Regions from separate parts of the Danio rerio genome. Here all the other regions are linked to region 3. A link is a contact called in public Hi-C and HiChIP or PLAC-seq data. All regions are on one chromosome and are shown on one strand. Each heading gives the region's core, a stretch centred on a gene start, on an enhancer-like site or on the middle of the called end of the contact. The rest is flanking DNA. Distances are from core to core; before and after follow the strand shown. Region 1 has its middle 17 kb from the start of tle3b. Region 2 holds the start of tle3b (TLE family member 3, transcriptional corepressor b). Region 3 overlaps LOC141375393 (a long non-coding RNA gene).

What was found. Hi-C and Micro-C count contacts between places; a contact is called where the count stands out from the background. HiChIP or PLAC-seq counts read pairs in DNA pulled down with a chosen protein or histone mark.
Region 1: a contact with region 3 is called in a Hi-C map of embryo, with 1.9 times the contacts expected there. The contact joins two enhancer-like sites. A contact is called at or near these places in 1 of 18 Hi-C or Micro-C datasets (embryo) and 1 of 4 datasets of contacts at active chromatin or transcription factors (caudal fin).
Region 2: a contact with region 3 is called in an H3K4me3 HiChIP or PLAC-seq map of gastrula embryo, with 5 times the contacts expected there. The contact joins the promoter of tle3b here to the enhancer-like site in region 3. A contact is called at or near these places in 6 of 18 Hi-C or Micro-C datasets (caudal fin, embryo, fibroblasts and 2 more) and 3 of 4 datasets of contacts at active chromatin or transcription factors (caudal fin, embryo and gastrula embryo).

The regions. Positions count from the first base shown.
Region 1 is chr7:33,755,021-33,759,339 of GRCz12tu, reverse strand. No RefSeq gene overlaps it. Among named protein-coding and RNA genes, the nearest start is that of tle3b, 17 kb to the right of the region's middle. Within about 2 kb of position 1,314, at least 11 of the 62 cell types and tissues checked have an H3K27ac peak or open chromatin away from gene starts, as enhancers often do.
Region 2 is chr7:33,738,823-33,743,103 of GRCz12tu, reverse strand. It overlaps tle3b (TLE family member 3, transcriptional corepressor b), which reads left to right and starts at 2,675. Exons shown (of 20, transcript NM_131780.1): 1 at 2,675-2,749; 2 at 3,425-3,525; 3 at 3,785-3,848. The coding sequence starts at 2,726.
Region 3 is chr7:33,540,526-33,544,856 of GRCz12tu, reverse strand. All of the region lies in intron 2 of LOC141375393 (a long non-coding RNA gene), which reads left to right. Among named protein-coding and RNA genes, the nearest start is that of paqr5b, 28 kb to the right of the region's middle. Within about 2 kb of position 2,521, at least 15 of the 62 cell types and tissues checked have an H3K27ac peak or open chromatin away from gene starts, as enhancers often do.

The DNA of each region.
Region 1 (4,319 bases), core at 65-2,564, 220 kb before region 3:
CAAGAAAAAGATTGGGCACCCCTGGAGTAAAATAAAGGTAAATAAATGAATGAATGATGATGACAATGATGATAATAGAAAAATAATATACTTATAATAATGTTATAATACATTAATTAATATAAAATTAATATCAACAATTCTAATATTAATCAAATATTTAAAGTATTAAAAATGTACAAAAAAGGATGAATTCTTTATTCAGATCCAAACAATGCATTTTTGACTATTGCAAATATATACTCATAACATAAGACGCAGATTTTGTGGTCAAGGGTCACAAATAAAAGCTTAAACTTTAAAGTAAAAAAAATCTAAAGCATTTCATTTAAATGAGATCAGGAAATGTAGATCATATATTAATTAATGTAAAATTAATATTAATAATTCTAATATTAATAAAAAATGGCTTATTCCTAATATTAATACTAAAATTTGCAATAGTAAACATATAATTTTAAGGCCCTACAGCACTATCAAAGAATGGTTATTTGTGGAACATAATAAAAAAGGTACTGTTTAGCACCAAAAAGGGTAAGGATATTGTTAGAAGCTGTGGACCCCTACTTTGTTGTTTAGAGCCATTTTTCCTAAGAGTGAGTGTATCATTCGGTTTATCATTCTGTGTGTCTTTCATCCTATTCTTGCTACAGATATTTCATTGTTTTTATCTTTTTCATATTTCAGTTTTCAGTACCTCATCTGCATCATTTTTGCCACCTCAATTAAATTCTGATTAAAAAAGTATTCTCAATTCAATTCTGAATGACGCAGAAACTGAATAAATTGTGAAGTCCTTTCAGATAGATTACGTCTATATTGACAAACGTGTTGAAAACCTTTCCTCACACGTCAGTCTATGTTGAAACTTACATCAGCAGTGATGTGTGGATGTGAATAATCTCATTTAATACCTCTGATCTTGTTCTTTGTTCATGTGTCATCTCATATTTGTGGCTGAATTTACCAAATAACCGTTGAGCGATGACACCAGCTACGCCCTAATGTGACATTCATCGGTCTTCTTCATAATGAAAGCAAGCGTGCAATGCCAATCCATCAACTGTGGTTTACACACAATGTCTACAATGTTTACCTTTTCTTGTTTTGACTGTTTGCAGGATCTGCTTGCCTTAATTCACCTTTGAAACCGTTTCCTTTTCTCTCTGTTTGTGATGGCAACCAGTCATTTCACCTCATGCTGTTGAGTTATTTGTGTTTGTGTGTGTGTGCGTGTGTTTGCGAGAGAGCAAGAGAGATTTCACACCCCGTAGGTTGTAGGCTGTCAGTGACGCACATTCCAGACTGTCCGCCCAGGCCTCTGTCACAGCGCCATTAACACCAGTGCATGCTGGGAGTGCCACTCTTCTCTGTGAGTGCATTAATGGAGCCTTTAAAAAGGAAGGTTAAAAGCAGTCCATCCTGCTCAGATCAATTCTTTATTGTGGTAGCGAACCGTGGCTACTGTGACTCTTTCTTCTTGTTAACATAATGCTTTAAAAAGCAACCGAAAGGATTTTACTGTATAAATAATGCAAATGGAAGGTAATCACTAAAAGCAACAGGTTATGGCACGCTCATCACTTTTCAGGGCCGGCGGCGAACTGTACACAGACTTAAAAGCTTTTCTGCTGTGAAGGAAGAAGGAAAATGCAGAGCTTTACGTGAGCTGAATAAAGCAGTAGCATTGATAGAGAAGTACAGAGACAGCGTTTTGTATTCCCGGATACACCATCACCTCACAGAAGGGGACAAACCTCTTAAGACCTGAGCATTAGATACAGCACGGCTGCTTTATTCCGGCGGTGTTCATTAGGTCAAGACGGCGGCTAGGGCTTTCTTAAAGCACTCAAGCAGAGATCACGGTCATTCATGTATAGGTTAGATAAAAGAAATGCTGCAGCCATGATTTAAGTATTGCCAGAGTACTGGAAGAAAGGAAGGGACGTTGAGTTTTAGTTGCTTTTCAATAATCAAGAACCTTGCTTTAAACTTTATATAAATGTTGCTATCCGTGACGAGGTCATGTTAATTCTCTGTAGTACAATTAGGATACGTCAGAACTTCATTGATCCCTGTGGAGAATGTTTGGTTGTAATAACAGATCCCAGAGGACATGATGAAACAATAGATATTTCAAAGAAAACCTGTTGTGAGTTTCTACTTTCAGTTTAGTTCACATCAAACGCATTAATGCACTTTACAGTGTACACATTGATTTATAGCTACAAATGTATAGGTCACACTTTACAATAAGGTTAATTAGTTAATGTTACTTAATGCATTTACTAACATGAACAAGTGATGAACAATACATTTACCACAGTATTTTTTCATGTTAGTTAACATTAGTTAATGAAAATACAGTTGTTCATTGGGAGTTCATGTTAGCTCACGGTGCATTAACTAATGTTAACAAGCATGAGTTTGGATGTTAATAATGCATTAGTAAATGTTCAATTATGATAATAAATGATGTACAAGTGTTGTTCATGATTAGTTCATGTTAGTAAATGCATTAAGTAATGAACCTTACTGTAAAGTGTTACCAATGTATGCAGTTAAAGTCAGAATTATTAGCCCCCTTGTTTATTTTTCCCCCAATTTCTGTTTAAAAGAGATTTTTTTCAACACATTTCTAAACAATAGTTTGTTCATTTTTAACAACTCATTTATTTTATCTTTGCATACATATGGGTGTTTTCCAGTACTGGGTTGTCACTGGAAGGGCATCCGTTGTGTAAACAATATGCTGGATAATAAATGATAAAACAATAGATACTTCAAAGAAACCCTGTTGTGTGTATTATTACTTTGTTTAGTTCACATCAAACGCATTAATGCACCTTACAGTGTAAACACTGATTAATAACTATAAATGTACATATGATGTTTTCATCTTTTTGTATCTAGTTTTATTTGGTTACCCAGCAGGTACACAATGTTATAAGATGTTTATAATAGGTTAGATTTAGGTTGTTATGTCAGGTCACCAAAATTTAATGTCTATAGCCAGAGTTTAAGGGCAACGTTAATTTGACGTTCAATAACATTTTCAAATGACGTTGATATTTGATTTTAGGTTGTGTTGGAAAGTGACCAAAATAGAATGTCGAGCCAACATCTTAAACCAACGTCATATGGATGTCAAATACTGACATGTATTTGTCAAATATGGCGACCAAAGTCCAACGTATTATAGACGTCATAGTGTTAACATCCACAAAACTTCAAGCTGTAACATCATTAGACGTTGGTATTTGGTTGATTTTAGGTGGGACGATGGTCATTGATGTCAGCCTGACGTTGAATTTTGACATCGACACAATTTTTATTTCAAGAAAAATGCAACATCCCACGACGTTGAGGTACAACGTCAATCTGACGTCATGTTGATGTCCTGTGCCTGCCTGGATAATAAATCTATTCATTCATAATTCATAATTCATCAAGAAATGAAAATATACTCAAGATGGAGTGGTTCCAAACACGTATTACTTTTTTTCTGAACACCAAAGAATTTTATTTTAAAGCATACCTGTTGCCATTGGCATGCATAGAGTGAAAAAATACCATGGGGGTCAATGGCTAATGGCTTCTGACATTCTTCAAAATATTTTTCTTTGTGTTGAACAAAAGAAATCAATACTTAACCAAGACATTTTATTAAGTTATTGATCATTTATGTATTTATTAACATGAACTATATATTAACAAAACTTGTACAGTATTTATTAATCATAGTTTTATTAATTAATTATTAAAATCCAAAATTGAGTTGGCAAGAATTAACAATGAATGATTTTAATTTCTTTAACCAACATTAACAAAGATGAATAATTGCTGTCAGTACATTAACCTCTATTACATTATGGAACATTGATGGAAACAAATACTGAACCTGATTTCATCGTTATGAGAACTATTCATTTAACATGTGGTCAAACAAAGGAACAGCTTGATTATTAAACTTTGGAGTTTTGACACACAATATACTAAAGTTTGTCGAAAACAAACAAACAAAAAAAAGCTAATTAGATCAAATAAATAAAGTACAATAAATAAAAGCTGAGAAGGAAGTGAACACTTAACTCAAGTCCTCTGGCATCCCTGCACTACACCAACCAGAATTTTATTATGTATTAAAGAAATTATATAATCATTTAATTAATTAGCCCGTGGGAGGTAGATTCAAAAGCTTGAGGCGAGTTTCAAGAACAGCGAGCCAAATATGTTAACCTTCATCTCTCTTGTAACTTTTATACGAACATAAACTCATAACTAAGGTCAATGTTATTTGAATAGATGTAGTAATTAAA
Region 2 (4,281 bases), core at 1,426-3,925, 200 kb before region 3:
TTGAGTTCATGTGGCCTGTTAACCCTTGTCTGTATGCGTGAAAACTCATTGACTCACCCTTTTTTTTGACTATACAGAATGTTTTTGTGATGGGTCACCGAGCAAGCATGAAACCTCAAATACATAGACCAAGAAGCATGCAGAAAGCTTTCTCGCATGCATGTATGCTATTAACCTTAGTTTAAATTTAAAAAATAGCAGGAGTAATAACCTATATTACATTTTCACACTGACAAAGTTATGTGCAGTTCTCTTAAAATATTACAGCAGAATAATGTCAGTAATGGCACTCATAACGACTCCGTGCTCCATCTCTGGATCCACCCCTGATATTTGTTCCAGCCAATAACCCTTCCAAATGGGATGGACAGAGGTTTATAGTTTAATCGAACAATGGTTGGCTTTTCCTCAGATCTTTGCATTGAAGTGACCCTGAAGTCTCTGAGCACAAACATCTTAAACACATCTAATTAGGACAGTCAATCCTCTGTGATCCAGTAGACTTTTTGCCTAAAATTATATATTTTTAAATGATTAAAAAAGAATAAATACGCACAAAAACATTATTAAGCATATCTGATTACACTCCTATTTGGGGAAAACAAATAAAGCCAGGAACAGTTGGCTACGCTGAACCAGCCTTTGAGTGGAATAAATGTTTTGTTTTGTGGTAATGCGACTTGCATAGAGAAAAAAATCAAACTGATATTTAGCCCCTACTAGCTTTTCCCTCTTTTGTTTTACGCAGGGCTCTTTTTACCACATGGTAGTGACAGATTGTTTGAGCTGGAAGGAAAAGCCATTCGAAGCTAATTAAGCAGCCATTCCAAGCACTATTCGCAGGCGGGAGGCTGAGAGGCACAGGCATTTGTCAGCGCTCTACCCCTCGTGGGCTTGATTGACAACTTAGGTCTCGAACTGACAACCCGTGTCGCTCTAAGCCAATCAGACGCTCGCCAGCGCTCTGATTGGTCAGCATGCTCTGAACGAGGCGCTGAGCCCCACGTGGGTCTGAGCAACACATGATAGGTTGAGTTTTTTTTCCGGGCGCAGACGTGGGCACGGAGGGTGTTGCTGAGCAGACAGCGTGAATCAAGTAATGAGGGCTGATTTCACAGATTATGCTGTTAATTTGAGTTACATTCAAAATCGGTAGCATAACTATACATTGGCAATGAGGGTGCTCTCTCGCTTCATTTTGTTATCCACGTTAGGCGCCCTTGAAAGGGACAAAGGGGGACATTTGAAGGATGTTTAGACTCAAGTTGCTCACATTTTTTTAAATCACGGACAAATTCGCAGTTTGTTGAAATCATGACATTTAAACATGATGGGAACATAAAAAGAGCAAGTAATTATAAACAGATTCCATACGACTGGGGTTCCCTTTAAAACGCAGATATATGTTCGTAAATCAGCGAATAGAAGCAAAATTGCAGGCAGTTTCTTTTGTAATATGTATTTCTGAGGCTACAATCTATCTCTTGAGATTTCAGTTGGTGGCTAGACTTCGAACAATCGTCGCTCATGTAAGTTGTTTGTCTACGGGGAAAGCAACCTATTTAGAGCCAAAATGGCGAACATGAGGTCAGGTGTTTATTGGCCAATCAGCGCGCGCAAAACGGACGTGCCCCACGTGGGATCTAATATCTGATTGGTCGGATGCGTTGAAGTCCTGTTCGAGATTTGATTGGTCGTGTTCGGTTGTTCTCGCGGTAGTTGAGCCCGCGTGTCAGTGGGCAGTCTGTGTGTGGTACTGCGAGTGTTGGAGAAACTAGGCAAAGCGACTGCGAGCGGCTGGCTCGTACGAGGCAAACTTTTCGCCATCAAACCATTTTTAAACAAGCAATCAAATAGGGATTGGGAGAATTTATCAACACCCTGAGAACTGTGTTCAAGCAAGTCTTAACAGAGGAAAACAATCTCGAAGCGATTGTTAGGCGCTGCTTTTTTCTTCTAGGGTTGGGATTGATTCCCAACCAGCGCCTAATACTGATCGTATAAGGTCACGAGTGGAGGACTTCGACGTTTCCTCGGTGCAAGGAATTATTGCTGCATTTACCTTCGCGGAAAGGGATTTTATGGAGACTGAAGGTAACGCGGAAGATAACTTTCACAACAATCCACTCGTAATTTAGTCAGTCGATTTAGCAATTAAGCACTCTTCATGCTTTGTTCCTGTTTTGTAGTTTACAAAGCTGCTGCCGTGAATATTTATCCCAGACCAAGCTAAAGAAAGAGTCTGTTTGACCCATTTATCCAGGAATTGATTGGGTTTCTATTGCTGTATTTCTGACATTGTTCTGTAATCTTGTCTGGTTACATTCAAGCAAACAGCAGTCAGGTAATCTTGTTATTGCGAGAAGACTCATAAGCAGCTTGTTAGTCGCAGCTCGCAGAGCAGATGACAAGCAGCAAATGTGTGTTTGCCTCGCTCGACACAACTATTCTGTGTTTACAGCACACGCGCAGCTGAACGCTTGACTCTTATTGGAGATAATGAACCAACGCGCTGTGTTTTTGTCTTGCTCCTCGCCTGTGTGAAGGATAAAGGGGTTAAACCGGGGATCAGGAGCGGGAGAAGCGCGTGCATCGGGTGGACGGACCGGGCTTTGTGTGTCCGCGAGTGCTGGGAGGGGTGACGGACGGGCTCTCTCTCATCTACTCGGATTACTGAAGAGCGCCACATCCCCTGGATCTTCTCCTCGGAAGGGATACATTCAAGATGTATCCGCAGGGCCGGCATCCGGTGAGTATCATAAATTATGATATTGATGCTTTGTGTCCTCGACAGACGCGCTCCTCGAGCGCTGGGCTCGCGCACTATTGTGCCGCGCGGTGTGCCCTTTATTTCTGCTCAAACTAAACGAGGCGGAACTTGCTTCTATCGTTGGTTTTCATGTGAGTTTAAAGTGGAAATGTGTACGGGAAAGAACTGAGGAGGAGAATCAGCTGCTAGTTTGCTTTTATTATTATTATTTCTTCCTCCGGGGCTGTTTAGACGCAGTGACCCGTCTGTGTCACGCCGACCGCTGCTCAGTGTGTGAGGCTTTTCCCACCAGAGTCTCAAAACCACCGGCAGGCCGAGCTCGAGGGAGCGCCTGGGCACTTCTGACAAACCGCAGTTCAGCTCCGATGAAATATCATTTCCCTGAAAATCAGGAAGCATGAAATGTGTTATTGACACCCGTGACTTGTTCAGACACTCAGCGAAAGTAAAACCTGAGACCCACGGACTGCTCTGAAAGGAGTAATGGAGAAGGTCGTTGGTTGTTTTGGTTATGGTGGTAGGAAGTCAAAGCTATAGTGACATTCCGAAAACACGGAATGTTGGTGTAATGGCATATTGCATCAGTGGCTAGGCTGTATTAATAATGCTTTTTCTTTGCAGCAGTTCACATAAATGATTGATATTATTTTTCAGGCACCTCACCAGCCTGGCCAGCCGGGCTTCAAATTCACTGTAGCAGAATCTTGTGACAGAATCAAAGACGAGTTTCAGTTCCTTCAAGCTCAGTACCACAGGTAAATATCTCTGCTCGCTGAGCTGTATGCGTGTCATGTGTTTATCAGAATAGGGTTTGTGTAAATTAACCTCGAGTTCATAGGAACTACAAGTATAGTGCCTTCATTTCACTATATGAAAAGTGCTTTAATGTTTGGGGTTTCATGGAAATCCGTGTAAAATCAGCAGTAGTTTGTGATGTGAGCCAATACGTTGCATGTGATCTGTGGCTTTGGCATTCACTAAGAAGTCATTCTGGATCTTTCTCTCTCTTAACAGTCTTAAAGTGGAGTACGACAAACTGGCCAATGAGAAGACTGAGATGCAGAGGCATTATGTTATGGTAAGAGCTTGTTTTTTTTTTTTTTTTTTTTTTTTTTAATCTGCTGATCTTTTGTTCCTTGAAAACATCAATAGGGCCACCAGCCAGCTATCTGAGCTAATGTTTAGTGTCCACTACCCCTATTTATTGTGTTGGTGTTTGCATTGATTGCACTAAAGGATCAGTGTTGGGGAGTGTGGGTGTTTTTATTTGTTGTAAAATGCCTGGAGGGTGTTTTGGGCAAGGTGTTGCTGCTTGTTCCGTTCGCTTTGACCTAAGGGGCTGAGTGTCTAAGTGAAAGAAAAGGTAGCCAAATTCAGTTTGATAATCAAGTTTAGCATTTCAAGAGTGCTCTCTGACTAAATTTGTTCAATACAAGAAAATAAATAAGAATACGAAATGTAATGTCGTTCAGTAAATGTAAACAAGAATATTCATTGGGCTGTTTGTGATC
Region 3 (4,331 bases), core at 1,272-3,771:
TCCGCAGCTGTGACCGTCTTTCTGACAGTGCCTGAGAGTGAATCATTGCACCCATCACTCATGGGACGTGTTCTATTTAACAGGTGAAAGCAGGCCCTGAATGAGGAGACAGGAAACAAGTCAGGCCAACAAAAGCTTCAAAACCTGCTTGTGTACTTGGAAAACATCATGCCGGCTGTACAAACACATGCTGTGTAATTAGGAGAAACAGAATGAGGAAAGGGAAGAGACCGGGATATATTTTCTATCACTGCTGAGTCGAAGGCTTTGAGATGAGTATAGTGAGCTAAGGGCTAAACAAACACCACCAAACCCAATCTATTATGGACACAATCCAACGTACAGTCTGCTGGAATGCTAATGACCTGATCGCTAACAAGAAACAGGGTCACTTAAACTCCAATTAATTGATCAAATGCCAATCCTGTTGATTTAAAGTTACAATCAGAACACCCAGTTCTTTCTGAAAAGCTGAAACAATGGCTGAAATCAGTATGATTCATTTCAGATTGGTCAGGTCTACATTTTGGTTTAGTATGTAGATTGACTTACATTTGTGGCTCTGTAAATGTGTTATGATCACCAGCGATCTAGTAGCTGCAGATTGCTGATAAACACACTGAACGCTGGAGAACTACCTGTACTCTGACACCTGTTCTGGTTTACTTTTGATTGCAAACACACAGCTGAAGCTATTCAGAATGAATCAAACGGGCTATAAAGACAGCACACACACACACACACACATTATTGCTGAGTCTTGTTGAACTGATTACGCTTAAACATTATGACGCATATGCCTTGTCTTGCCTTGCCTTGCCTGGCTGTGTTTGACCCTAGCTTTGTTTTGTTTGTTTATTTGTGTTGTCTGCCTCCAGCCTTTTGATCATCTGCCTGTTGCATGACCACGACCCTGGAATGCATGTATACATCTGTTTGCCCCTGTGTTGACCGTTGCTTGCCAGACCATCTCTGTTTAATAAACCTGCATTTGGATATGCACTTCCTTTGTCAGTGTCCACCTTATGTTACAATGCACAGTACATGTCTATTGTATTATTAGAATGTTTTTTATTTGTTGATTTTTTTATTTTTATTATGTAAAGCCTAACCAGAGACGAGGGCTGCAAATTAGCTTTATGCTATATGCCCTATGTACTAACATTAATTGTCTTTGTATAACAGTGTTTGGTGTATTGTCCCTTTTAATTAAACAAACAAATAAAATAAATAAAACATACTCGTTGTTAGCATTTAATAACCCATTTCTGGCTAAAATGTTTTTCAAATAATTCCTAAAAATAGTGTAAGGCTTAAAATTACCCTGTAAAAAATACAGCTTGAAAAAAAGTTGAAATTACTTTTTTTTTTTTTGTTAGTTTGGCAAAAATCTTCTTAGTTTGGCAAAAAATCTTATACAGACAAAAATGTCTGTATAACTACATTTAACATATTTACATAACCTAAATCAAAATTTTCTTCATTAAGTTAAAAAGCTTAGTTTTGTTAGCAAAATTTTGCAACCCAAAATATCTTCTGCCAACGTGTTACTTTGAGTTAATCTCAGACATCCACACTTGAAAAAATAAAGGTTTCAGTATTTCTAATCCTAACAACAACAACAAAAATAATAATAACACCAATAATAACATTATTCTTTATATTATTAACAACAACAACAACAAAATTATTCATTTGTAAATTGTCTTTTTTCTGCACAGCTGCAGAAAGACTTTTAATTTGAATTTTCATCTCACATTTACCTAGTTCGCTCTACGAGAAAAAAAAAAAACTCTTAGCGAATGTGGACGGTTCATTTGTATTGAACTGTTATGTATATTTATGGACGTTTTTTCCGAACAAAATTCTAATGAAAATTCATTTCAAAATTTTTTAGTTTTGTCCATTAGAATTCAAGAAGAGATTTTAATAAATAAATAAATATGTTCCTTGCTTCACATATTTTATTCATCAAATTAAAACTTCCTTCCCATGTTATGTTAATGTATTTTTAGGCAAATACAGTGCTTTTAAATATATTTAGAACTTTTTTTCATAAATATTCAAAAATGTCCAAGAAATGTGGCTGTAAAAACTGTATTTATGTAAATATATTTTCTTAAAATTTATGTTTAGCAAACATTTTTTGGGGCTGTTATTTGTGTATTTTGAAATATATGTTGCTGTTTTTACCTTAGGGGTAATAGATGAGGCATAGGCCTGTTATTAGCAGCTTCATTACAGTTGTTGTTTTTGAAATTTCATCTAGCACATCATTTGTCGGTCGTCTCCCAATTCACTTGCTAAACCCCTCAAAAACACGAGAAATGAAACACCCAGCTGGCAGACACAGAAGAGCCAATCAGTCATATTTATCACAATGCTTCAGTGGATGTTGAAGTGGCCAAATGTGTGTGTCGTGCACTAACACAAACAGGCAGCGCAGGGAGATAAGAGGGTATTTAGGCAGTAATTAGCAAGCGTGAGAGTGAAATGGCGCGGCGGCCCGGTGTGATATTTGCTGCTGCTGTGTTTAAAGGCAGCCTGAGTAAACAGTACAGGGAAGGTCAATATTATTACAAGGAGGTCTTGGAACAGTGAGACTGTGGAGCTGAGGAGGAACTGACAGCTGTTTCCCTGTTCCCTGATCAAACATGACAGGATGTCGCTTCCTGCATGTCATGAATATGGACTTTGAAGATGAATTGGGATATTTGCCACCTATTAGTATGGGAAAGGGAAATATCAATCTGTCTGTCTATGTATATTACATAATATATAATATGCAGGCTGGCAATAAAAACTTTGAAAACATTATCTTTTTTTAATGTTTTGAAAGTAGTCTCTTTTGCTTCTCAAGGCTAAAAAGACTGTCCGTAAAATAGCAGTTTTTCTTTTTTTGTGATTCATGTTTTATGCATTATGGGACCATTATGGAACTGTAGAGATACATTTCCAAATCAAAAGTCGATGGAGCAACCACAAACAAACAGAAAACACAAAAACGGTTAATTAACAGAGTTTTTACTGTGTATATTTATGTGAAGTACAGTAAAAACAGAAATATTGTGAAATACTGTGTTGGGGAAATAAAACAAACATCAAATAATATATTATAATCTTATTTTTTGTCCAACACTGAATATTATTTAATTTTTGAAAGTTTTTTGTGTGAATGTCTTGTGGGTACTAAAATTGTAAGCTGAATTTCAACATCATTACCAACTTTAATGTCACATGATACATGAAAATGACAATTAGTCAAAACAAGAAGTCTTTTCATTTGTTGATTAGATTGAAATAATTTTTTCTACTAAATATTGATTTCTTAACTGCTCTTAAGCTAAAACAAAAACATTTTGTTGACATTCTTCAGAATTTAAATGTCTGGACAATTTTGCTTTTGAAAGTTTAATAACATTAAAAAAAATATATTATAATACTAGAATTTGTTTCATAATATTATATTTTATTCATTAACAATAAAATAACTACATTTAAAGTCAGAATTATTAGCCCCCCATTGATTTTTATTATTATTATTTGAAATATTTCACAAATGATGTTTTACAGAGCAAGGACATTTTCACAGTATGTCTGATAATGTTTTTTTTCTTTGGAGAAAGTCTTGTTTATTTTATTTTGACTAGAATAAAAGCCGTTTTTAATTTTTTAAGGTCAAAATTAATAGCCTTTTAAAGTAATATTTTGTTTTGATAGTCTACAGAACAAAGCGTTGTTATACAATAACTTGCCTAATTACCCTAACCTGCCTAGTTTACCTAATTAACCTAGTTAAGCCTTTAAATGTCACTTTAAGCTGTATAGAAGTGTCTTGAAAATATCTAGTCAAATATTATTTACAGACAGCATGGCAAAGATAAAATAAATCAGTTATTAGAAATGAGTTATTAAAAATATTATAGAAATGTGTTGAAAAAAATCTTCTCTCCATTAAACAGAAATTGGGGATAAAATAAACAGGGGCGCTAATAATTCGGGGGGCTTAAAAATTCTGACTTCAACTGTACATAAATGCAACAATTTTATGTTTAGTTGGTGACTGTTTAAAACAGGAGAACAAACATTGTCCTGTGCTGCCCCCTGCTGATACCATTTTGAATTACAAACCTCAGAAATCAGATTGGTCCTGGATCCACAAATAATTGCCCTCATTTATCAGAGGTTGCAATCAAGAATTTCCACCATTTTAATTCGGATCGGTTTGTTTCTTTTAAATGGCATCCAGCTGTGATCAGTTTCAAAGCTTTTTGTGCAAAAACAAACAAGCGTATCTCAAGCTCTCATTTCACAGTTGAAAGTGTGAGTGT